Linked DNA regions of Mus musculus: region 1 is linked to region 2. A link is a contact called in public Hi-C data. All regions are on one chromosome and are shown on one strand. Each heading gives the region's core, a stretch centred on a gene start, on an enhancer-like site or on the middle of the called end of the contact. The rest is flanking DNA. Distances are from core to core; before and after follow the strand shown.

Region 1 (5,391 bases), core at 1,344-3,843, 280 kb after region 2:
TCTCCATCCCCAGAATTAGGGCCATAGATTAAGGATACAGGGCCAGCATTCAAGCCTAGCCTGTTTTGTTAGTCTGATCATTTCACAGCCTTTTTTTTTTTAAATGTGGCAAAGACACATTTATTCATCAATTCTTCACTAGAGAGACCCCTTCTGAGCTATATTTTAAGGGAAGGAAATTCTAAGGGCATAATGTTAGTGAAGACTTTGTAGTTCCTGCTTTTTGTTATATATATTTTAATTCTTACTTTTGTTCTTTGTTTTGATTCAGGGTGTTGCTGTGTAGCTCTTGTTACTATGATCTCAAGAGATCCACTTTCCTCTGTCTCCTGAGTGCTGGGGTTAAGGGGGTGCCCCATCATGCCTGGCTTTAATTTTTCATTTTTAAGCCATATTAAATAAGATGTGATACAAATGAATTTGCAAATTTTCAGTAATGGAATTTCACATTACCATATTGCCCGTATTGGTATTTTGGTCCTCGTAGGATATGGGGCTGATCTCTTAAAATGAAGATTTTTTTTTTTCTGAATGAAATACAATCAAGGTTGAAGAGAATGCAAGGCACTTTCTCCATTGCTAGAATCAATGTCAACCTGACATAGGGGTCTTGTTTCCATGGCAACACATCAAGGCATTAACCGTTTGTTGCAGAGCTGACATGAAGACGAGAATTTCCATCTGGGTTTATTTGCTCTGTTACTCCTGTGCTTAGATCCTTCACTTTCTTTGACCTTCAATCTTCTCACAAATTAAAAGTAACCAGTTATTATTCCGCGTCCAGTGGAACTTCTTGTAATCTGGCAAAAGCGGTCAAATCTTGAATGAGCTCTGAGCTTCCCAGAAGAAGCTTCTCAATGGCTTCAAGTGTCTTTCCTTTGTTGCATGTTGTGATTCTCCTTACTCTGACCCCAGTGTTGGTGGCTAGACAGAAAAAAAGAAAGAAAGAAAAAAAGAATATTCTCTCCTCCCTCCAGTCTTTGCACCTGTTGTTTACATAAAAAGGAGGTGGGGGGAGAGGGTATATCCGGAGGCACAAGCAAGGCAGAAGAGTGATGGTGGCCCGGTTATGATGATTGTCTTGGGACAGCTTTGAAATTGAGCCAAATTCCCCAAGTCTCTTAACACCCATAGAGTCCAGTACGTTCAGTCCATTGTTTTTCTTTTTTTCCCCTTCCTTCCTTCCTTCCTTCCTTCCTTCCTTCCTTCCTTCCTTCCTTCCTTCCTTCCTTCCTCCCTCCCTCCCTCCCTCCCTCCCTCCCTTCTTTCCTTTCTTTCTTTCTTTCTTTCTTTCTTTCTTTCTTTCTTTCTTTCTTTCTTTCTTTTTAGAAATACTGTGCTTTAATGCTTTAGAAAGAAAAATCACATCTAGTGTAAAACAAAAGAATCTTTGGATTGGCTTACCTTTAAAATGATATGATAATTATGAGTAATATTTAGCAGGCTAATACATGCCAGGAACTGCTGTAACTGCTATTCTGTCCACTCATAGACTACAATGTTTACAACTCTTCCTTAGTTGAGATACAGGACATAAAATACATTTTTCCCAGAGCTTCAAGACAATGACCTGGCAGAGACCACTTTCACCTCCACGTAGCACGTGATCAGACTTGGGTAATTGGCCTCTCTCCAGTCTCCCAAAGTCTAGGTTTTCTGATACAATGCTTCAACCTTTCTGAGTCACGGATTTCTTATTTACTGGAATTGACAGCGTCACTCAGATCCAAGCCAAAACACTTGCCAAACAGCTTTTTGTTTGTTTATACTTCTATGTGTGCGTGTGGATACAGGTTAGGGAAAGTTGAAGTGGTTTTTGGATAGAGATTTTTCACTCTCATTAGTCATAATCATGGTGTGTGTGTGTGTGTGTGTGTGTGTGTGTGTGTCGCAGGACCAACCTTAAAGATGACTTATATAATGTTCATCTCCACAGTTGTTAAATTTAAATCATAAGAGAGAGATATATCTATGTATATCTTACATTATCAAAGGCCGGTAATATAACGCTCTTGTTAGTTCCACTCTACTGTAGTATGCATGATAAGGAATATTAGAACTGACTCTTGGGTTGAGTTTGGTTCAATACCAAAATTATGCTATTTTTTTTCCAGTTTGGAGTTCACTGTAAAGTTTCTGTGCATACTCACTTTTTGATAGGTTATATCCTGGTAGATGTAATTCCATGAACTGATTTGCTACAAATTATCCCACAGTAGAATCAAATCTCTATAAAAGAAAGTATTTTACCAGCACATTCATAATATGTTATTAAAGTTAAATAATAATAGTCCTCACAGTCACAATGCCATCAACGGCTACTAAACCTCCACTTAACACAGTGGCGAACTTAATGACTGCCATATTTCACAGTTCAGACACGATGGGAGTTCGAGTCCATCCTGGAACCAGTCTCCTGGACTGCAAAGACATACATGTTCTTAATAAAAATATTCAGAGAATCTTTAAATGTTTTAAGGGCCAGTAACAATTTAACATTCCTATTAAGATTTACATTACTAAATTCTCCGACGCTAGCAGGCAAATGCTGAACGATTGATAGTGTTTCTCTGCCCCCTAGTGGACTGGCTGCAGAATTGAACTGGCCAGCACACCATTCTTCAGGCGCAGTTGCCGGTGTGCTCTGAGGTCTAGATTCTGAGATCTGTATCTGATTTGACTCCCAAAGGGTAGTGGTGGAGGCAGATTAAGGTCAAGCCTCTAGTTGAGTGGTTCTCAGCCTTCCTAACGCTACGACCCTTTCGTACAGTTCCTCATGTTGTGGTGAAGCCCAACCATAAAATTTTCAGTGCTACTTTGTAACTGCAATTTGCTACTCTTATAAATGGTAATGTAAAATATCTGTGTTTTCCAATGGTCTTGGGCAACTCCTGTGGAATGGTCATTCAACCCCCAAAGGGTTTGCAGCCGATAGGTTGAGAATCAACCGTCTAGCGCAAAGGAATACGAACATGGTGTATTGTTTCTGCTTGGGTTTCAAAACTTCAGGGGAGTCATGGCAATTGTGGAAATGGTTTTCACATCTGAGCTAGCGGCATTTTCACTATGTTGTGACAGAAGGGTTTCTCATCAGGTTTTTATTAACTTCTGGGGCTGATAATGGGCAACTTTGTAGGATGCTTAAGAGCATCCCTGGCTTTCTCTCTGATAGATGCACCCCCAGCTATGATAAGAAACATCTCTGGTGTTAACTTTGCAGGGAACCTTTCCCCTGCATGAGAATCCTCTTGTTCTTCACGGCTCCTATTCATCTGCAAATGATGTGATAAAAACATTTTACCAGATATTTTACCACAGCTGGGAGACCTTATATTATTTAATGTAGTCTGTACAAAAGTCCTCAGGGGTAAAGTACATCCTAGACTATCATTTATCCCCATCCTCAGCTGAGGTCTTTTCCTTTCAAATGACTCCAGCTTGTGTCAAGTTGACATAAAGCCAGCCAGTACAGGGGACAGTGGGGAGAGAGGCAAGGCTCCAGTGAGGCTGTTCAGCTCTTATGAAGCCTTCAGAAAGATGTCAGCTTTTTCTGTGAGTGAGAAGAAATTCCACCGGAAAGAGAGGTGCTGTGATCTCATTTAATCTGTCAAGGAAGTATGGCAATCTTTTCCTCTGTCTTAGGAAACAGTGGGTCAGAATGGCTAGGGCAATAAGTTCTGGCTGTAAGACTGACTTAGTTTGAAACGCTATCTCTAGGATTTCCCTTCCAGTGTACAGGGTGACAAATGATTTGACTTAGCAGAGCCTCTGTTTTCTCATCTGAAGAAAAAAAAATGTAGCAAAATCCCTGCTAACTGAGTCTAAGTGTCACGAGACAGGTGATGCCCCCATTAGTTCATTACCAGTTAGAAGAACAAAACTCGACCTGGCTGGTGAGCCGCGGTTCTTGGCTCTGCTACGCTTTTGCAAAGCAGAGAATGATTGCCCCATCAGTGAATGCAAGTGCCCTGTGTTTGGAAGTACCGTTAATACCTGCCTGGAGACTTGATAATGTGTCCTGCTTTCACTTTCATTGTTTAGGGTGTGAGAAGCAATTATTTTGCATAGTTCTCAGTCATTAAACGAGGCACAACTTTATCTATTCATTTCTTACGATCTCAGAAAGCATTTGATTGCTGCTTTATGAGGAATGAAATAATGCCCTTCTACGGTGAACACTTACATAGATTAATTAATGCCCCACGTTTACTTACCTCTTTTCTCAGTTCTTATGCTTGTAAATAAGCTTTAACTTGAATACTGACTGATAATGTAAAAAGACTTTGAATCTGCAATTAAAATCCAACATTTGCAATGTCAATTATGTACAAGACCAACTGATAGGAGTTTACATATTCACAGACCATGACAGAATTACATCCTGTCTGCCCTTCGGCTGAGAGTGATTATAAGGTGGTATTGATCCTCTGTTAAAATGATGTGTGTACAAGTGTGTATGTGTTGTGTGTGTGTGTGTGTGTGTGTGTACTAGAGCTGAGAGGATGTGCACTAGTATTTGCACTATAAATTCCTATGGAATACAATTTACAGGGGACTTGCCTCACAGATAGTAAGTTTTTCATAACCACCCCTTAGCATTGTCTTCTCTGTACAGACTTTATGTGCCAATCCCTTAGCATTGTCTTCTCCGTACAGACTTTATGTGCCCACCCCTTCCCATAAGAGACCTGAGATTAGTGAACCCACTATGGTGTTTTTCTAGATCCAATCATTCCATTCTCATCTCTCTGGTGGCTTCCTCTCCTTCTGTACTTTCTATTCCCCAAAGAAAATAAGATTACAAATCTCTATGTCCCTAAGCGTTTCCTTTCTCCAAGCCACCAATCAATAGCACATCATAAGACAGCAATTCTCACAGGTCTCTGGGGACCCTTCATATGGAGCAATGGATTTTTCTTTTTTCTTTTTGTCCTCTGCGTTGTTCTTCATTCGGAGTAGACATTCCGCCACGGGATTTTTATTGTTATTTTTGTTATTGTTGCTCAACTGATGCTTTAAAGAGCTGAAGGAACAAGAACACTCTATCTTCTTTCTTCTTGTCAGCCTATCTTGTGTGTGTGTGTGTGTGTGTGTGTGTGTGTTACTTTGTTGTTTTCTCTGTGTAGCTGTTTTGAAGCTCGCTCTGTAGACCATGTGGGCCTAGACCATCCACCAGCCTTTGCCTCCCCAAGTGCTGGGATTAAAGGCATGCACCACCACCACCTGGCCAGCCTATTGTTTTTTAAAGGTTGGTTACTTCATTACTCTCAGAAGATGCCAATGGGAAGTGTTAAGCTGGTTTCTCACTACAGTTGGAACACCATCTGAGAGAGTTTAAGAAAAAGGCTGAAGGTGGCTGGCCACACTACTCATTATGAATGACCCCAGGCC
Region 2 (6,023 bases), core at 1,021-3,520:
TCTTTGAAGGAATTGTAGGTAGAAATATTTTAAAGTTGTTTTCAGGAATCGATTTCCTTCTCTTCTGAGAATCTTTAATTTTAGAAAAATCATATATATACACGGTTTACTCTAGTATTTGGGCTAAGAAATCAAGAAGTTTCTGGAACTCTCATTTATGTTACTAACTCCTGTTCCTGAAGGTATTTAAATTTTTCCTCAAATCAGGGTTTTGGTTTGTTTAGTTTTTTCTAGACAGTGTCTCTCTACATAGCTCTGGCTATCCTGAAACTTGATCTGTAGACCAGGCTGGCCTTGAACTCAGAGATCCGCCTGCGTTTGCCTCTGCCTTCGGACTGCTTGAGATTAAAAAACCAAAAAGATGTGTGCCACCATAGCCTGGCTATTTATTTATTTATTATTTATTTATTTTACTTTATTTCATTTTACTTTTAACATTCCTTATTCTTAAACGTATTTGTGATAATTTAAAACTAAGTAACTTGGGCTGTGCATGGTGGCACATGCCTTTAATCCTAGCACTCATGAGGCAGAGGCAGACAGATCTCTGAGTTAGAGGTCAGCTTAGTCTACATAGCAGGGTCCAGGCAAGCCAGGGCTGCCAGTAAGATCCTGCCAAAAACAAACAAAACCACAACAATAAAACTAAGAAACTAAAATAATTTTAGGTCTAAATGTATAGAAACATACACTTATTGTGGTTGTTTTAGTTATTTCTATTTTTTCCCCCAGGAACACACATTTCTGAATACATTGTATTATGTTGCAGAAGGTGATTATCTGTTCAATTATACAAGTTATAGTAACAATCCTTTGACTTATTTTTTTTAATCTCTGGGCGCAGAAATTCAAGACCCATCAAACAACTTGGTCCTTAAGAAAAGTAGTCACTACCGTATTTATCTGGCAGGGACAGTTCTAGTTCTAGTTCCTACGAGAACGACTGACTACCCTGCAAAGAATTGTGTAGGTTTTGCATAGTTTGGATTCCAGTTTGGGGACTGCTTTTCCTCCAATCCCAGAGCATTAGCCTTTCAGAGTAAGAGGTTGTCGGTTACATAGGATTATTATTAGTGCAAGGAAATATCACGTTTGGCCTGTCCCCTGACTCTTCCAGGGCCTTCTGCTTGTTAGTTTTTTGTTTTTTTTTTTTGAAAATGTGAAACCAAGTCTAGCAGGTCTTAAAGTCATTCCAGTTTGACAAACCACACCGGTGGACTTTTAGGTTTTACTCAGCTTCTCATCAATAGAGAGACCTAAAGTCTCAGGTAGTTCTTTTGCCTGTCTCCAGCCTTAATACTGACTTAGAGACTTCAGACATTGGTGTTGCCAACCCCTGTATATGACTGAAGCAGAGGGGACAAATTGAGAGTCTTTAGATGTCTTAGGCTCCAAGGTTATGTATGGCCACCAGGCTTCTTGTCTCTGTCTTAGTTCTGACTTTCAAAGGATACAAAACCGCACATGTTCTTTGGTTCAGGCAAGGGTGCTTGGGTGGTTGTTTTGATATCTTTGACAGGTCCTTATCAGCCACTGAATTCCGGTATTCCCCTCAGCTTCGCCTGTAGAATCCTCAAGGTTTGTCCTGGTGGTTGGCTCCTCAGTAGGTATACTGCATTTTTCTCTGAGTTCAGACAACAGAAAAATTGCAGGTGGCTTAGAAACCTTAAACCTCGAGACTTCTTGGCCAATCCCCACGGAACGGAGTCGCTTAGAATAGCCGAGCTTCAGATCGTATTCTTTGAACAGGACTCTCTTTCAGATACTCTAACCTGGGGTATTTGATCTTCTGGAGATTTCATCTGTGAACCCACTTCCTTCTTTACATGGCCGAAACCAAGGTAGACAAAATTTGGAGTGACCTCTCCTCTTCCCTCCCTACCCCCTCTCCCCTCCCCTCCCCTCCCCCTTCTCCTCTCCCCTCCCCATCCCCCGTCCTCTCCCCTCCCCTCTACTCCCCCCTCCCCTCTGACCCTATTGTGTGTCCAGAAAAAATACAGGTGCTCATTCACTTCCGTTATGGCCCATCTTTTGTCTACAACAGATATGCCACAGCTGTGATGGAACAGGTCCCTGTCTCCCATCATCATAGAACCCTATGACCTGACTCTTTCAGCCTTGACTCCCCAGGAAAGAAGAAAGTGGTCAGGAACTATTTTAATGTTGCAGTGAAACGCACAAAGCTATTGTCTGGTACATGATCCTGTTCTCTTTTTCAGATGCTAGTTATTTCTTACAACACCCTGAATTTGACCTGCAAAGCATTTCCTGGAGAGTGTCACTGTCAGCTGTGACAGATCGCTGGGATTTGAGGAAGTTCTGGGTAGCTGAGTTGAAGTGTCTTTGATTTGTGCTTTCTTTCTCTGACCTCTATGCTGAAGCAATATATCTTTTGATGATCAATCTTTCAATTTTTTTTTTTTTTACTTTTAATTTCAAAACAACTCAAGCATTATAAAACGCTCCAAGAGTGACGCAAAGAAGTCAACACTTCCCACGGCAGCTGTTGACTTCATTTCCTTCTTGTCCTGTGTATATCTCTATGTATTCTTTTCTGCCTCTTTCTATTGAAAGTTAGTTTTTTTCTTACATACTATATTCTAATTACACGTTCCTGTTCTTCTACTCCTTCTGACTTCTCCTCCCCTCCCCTCCTACTGGGTCCATCTCCTTTCTGTCTCTCATTAAAAAACAAACAGGCTTTTACAGGATGATAATATAATTAATATAATGTGATAAGACAAAAACTAACACATTGGTGCTAGACAAAACCAACAAACAAATGGAAGGGGGGAAAAAAACCCCAAGAGAAGGCACAAGAACAAGAAACAGATCAGCTTGTTCACATACCCAAAAGTCCCACAAAAACACTAAAGTGGAAAACCATAATATATACACAAAGGACTTGTAAGGTAAAAAGAGAAAAGGAAAAATATATAAATAAAATAAAAGTAATAAGTTAAATTTTAAAAAACACACAACAACAAAAACAAAACAAAACAACAACAACAAAAAACAAAAACAGGAAGAAAGAGCCCTGATAGAACATGATGAAACAAGGAATCTCTAAAGATGCTGTTGCGGTCATGTTCTGCTGGCCATCTTCTGCCAGGCATGCAGCCTCCCACTGTTTCTTTGACAAGTGGCTATCAACTGGAGATAGCTTCTGGGTTAGCAATGGGAACATATGTCTATTTCTTTTAGTTCCAGGACCCCAACTGGTTTGGACCTGTGCAGGCCCTGGGTATGCTGCTTCTGTCTCTGTAAGTTCATGTGTTCATCCATGTAACGGATTCAGAGAGCCTCGGTTCTTGTGGTGTCCTCCACCACCTCTGGCTCGTGTACTCTGTCCATCCCCTCTTCTGCAGGATTCTTTAAGCCCTGAGGGGAGGGATTTTATGGAGACGTTCCTTTTAGGGCTGAATGCGACCAGTTCTCTCATCCTCCTCGTGTTGTCTGGGTGTGGGTCTCTGCGTTTGTTCTTGTACATCAAAGGTTTTCTGGCTGGGTTGGTGTTTGCATTTCTCCTTTGGTAGCATGCAGAGTGACTTTTTGTACCAAAGGTGCTTGCTTGCACATAGGGGTGAAGGATCTAGGCAGGCACCAGGTCCATTTCTCCATGTTCAGTGAGTTGTGTAGGGTGTTGTCTTCAAGAGTGGGGCCTTGCTTTCAGATTGTGGAGAGAAACCTGTAGTCTTGACAACAGCCTGGGTTATTTGGGGGGGGGAGCATGGGACTCCTTTGTCCCTAAACTCAATTAGATAACCCAATTTCAGTATTAGAGGCTTTTTTTTGATTACAAGAGATGGTATATATTGGGTTATATAACCAATGGTATAATAATCTCCCCCATTATTTGTCAATTTCATTACATGTATGTATGTATGTATGTATACACACATATCTGTGTGTATATCTGTGTATATATATATACATATATGCATATATATACAAATATAATGAAATTGACAAATAATGGGGGAGATTTATATACACACACACACACATATATATATATATATATATATATTCGAAAGCTTCAATTGTATTTAACTTACTCCTCCACTAGCCCTTAGTTTTAGTTGTCTTTCCTATACTCTTTCCCTCATCTCCTTCTTTCCTATTCCTTTCCACTTGATCCTCCATACCAGTCTCCATCCTACATCTATTTCCCTGTCCTAGAACAGCCTATTTGTGCCTCCACCCCCCGTTCCTTCTGCTGTGCTTAACCTTTAGCTCTATAGACGGTATCTTGTCTACCACTGACTTGCTTACAGCTCATAGCTAATATCTACATGTAAGTGGATACATACCATATTTGCCTTTCTGAAGCTAAGGAGATTGTGTTTCAGTTTGCTTATGTGATAGATTACATTTATCCATTCCTGTATTAAACCATCCCTGGATCTCTGGGATGAAGCCAACTTGATCATGGAGAACAATCTTTTTTGGATTTGACTTGCAAGTATTTTACTGAGAATTTTTGCATCTATGTGGGAAAGTGGTCTGTAATTCTCTTTTTTGGGGTCTTTATTTGGTTTAGGTATCAGACTAACTATGGCAATGTTAAAAGGGAACTGGACAATATTCTTTCTGTTTCTATCTTGTGGAATAATTTAAAGACTATTCCATTATTCTTCTTTGAAATTCTGGTCAAGGGGCCAGAGAGACGGCTCAGCAGTTAAGAGCACTGGCTGCTCTTCCAAAGGTCCTGAGTTCAAATCCCAGCAACCATGTGATGGCTTACAATATCTGCAATGGGATCTGATGCTCTCTTCTGGAGAGCACTCATACATTAAATAAATAAAAAAGTTAAAAAAAAAAACGAAGTCTGGTCAAATTCTGCACTAAAACCATCTGGCCCTGGGCTTATTTCTTTTAAGGGTTGGGAGATTTTTAATTACTGCTTCTATTCACAGAGGGTTATAGGCTTGTTTAAATTGCTTATCTGATCTTGATTTAACTTTGATAAGTGGTATGTATTGGAGGAAATTAGCCATTTCTTTTATTAAACTTTTTTTCCAGTTTGATGGGGTTCAGGTTTCTCTGGATTCCCTTGGTGTCTTTTATTATGTTCCTCTTTTCATCCAATTTTGTTAATTTCTTCTTTCTCAGCTTGTTAGTTAATTTGGGTAAGGCTTTGCCAATCTTATTGATTTTCTCAAAGAAACCAACTCTTCCTTTCATTGATTCTTTGTACATTTTTCTTTGTTCATTTGTTTCTATTTGATTGGTTGCTGCTACTGAGTGTGATTATTTCTTGCCATCGACTCCTTTTGGGTGTGATTTATCCTTTTTTGTTTTAGAGCTTTCAGCTGTGTCGTTAGGTTACTAGCATGAGATCTTGCCATTTGTTTGTTTGTTTGTTTATTTATTTTTCTGATGCTCGGTGGATATTTAATCAAGTTTTCTTTGGAGTATATGGTGATGACAAGTTCAGGGACAACTGAGTATTTATATGCAGAACAATGAAATGAATTCTAATGTCACCCCATATACAAAAATAAATTCAAAGCCGATAGGATTTGAAGATAAGACCCAAGGCTGTTAAAATTCGAGAGGAAAACAAGGTTGAAACTCCATTTCCTGGTCCAGGTACTCTCTTTTCTCATGATTATATTCTGCAGAAGAAATCACATGGGCTTAGGGAATAATACTGGCTTCAAACCTGGTAGGTACCTCACTAGGTGATTTAGACTTGTAAAGGGCCCAGAAAATAGATACTATGAATCACGTTAGAAATACAGAAACGCAACTAAACATCTTCAATACTAATCAAAATAATAAATGAAAGGTTGCATTCATTCCAAGAAAAGAGTCATAGAATTAAAAATGATTGATCCACAAAAGATGTATCAATATGAGTAAATCCACCCCTTATTGTAGCAACTGAAAACTATTAGCTTCCAAAAATACATAAGATTATAATTTTATAGCAGTGTATATATTTCAGAAATGTGCCCTTTGTTTTTAAAGTGTAAGCACTTAGTGCAAGGAATTTGCCTTTTAGGACATCTTTCATT

The links. Hi-C and Micro-C count contacts between places; a contact is called where the count stands out from the background.
Region 1: a Hi-C map of bone marrow-derived macrophages shows a contact between it and region 2, with 21 read pairs. The contact joins two enhancer-like sites. A contact is called at or near these places in 2 of 15 datasets of contacts at CTCF or cohesin (large pre-B cells and pro-B cells), 6 of 484 Hi-C or Micro-C datasets (bone marrow-derived macrophages, cortical neurons, forebrain neurons and 3 more), 3 of 115 datasets of contacts at active chromatin or transcription factors (embryonic fibroblasts, fibro-adipogenic progenitors and microglia) and 1 of 9 other capture datasets (embryonic stem cells).

The regions. Positions count from the first base shown.
Region 1 is chr10:99,574,873-99,580,263 of GRCm38.p6, forward strand. No RefSeq gene overlaps it. Among named protein-coding and RNA genes, the nearest start is that of Gm20110, 32 kb to the right of the region's middle. Within about 2 kb of position 2,594, at least 19 of the 459 cell types and tissues checked have an H3K27ac peak or open chromatin away from gene starts, as enhancers often do. A contact at or near this core is called in bone marrow-derived macrophages, where this site is marked.
Region 2 is chr10:99,299,956-99,305,978 of GRCm38.p6, forward strand. No RefSeq gene overlaps it. Among named protein-coding and RNA genes, the nearest start is that of Gm34921, 32 kb to the left of the region's middle. Within about 2 kb of position 2,271, at least 17 of the 459 cell types and tissues checked have an H3K27ac peak or open chromatin away from gene starts, as enhancers often do. A contact at or near this core is called in bone marrow-derived macrophages, where this site is marked.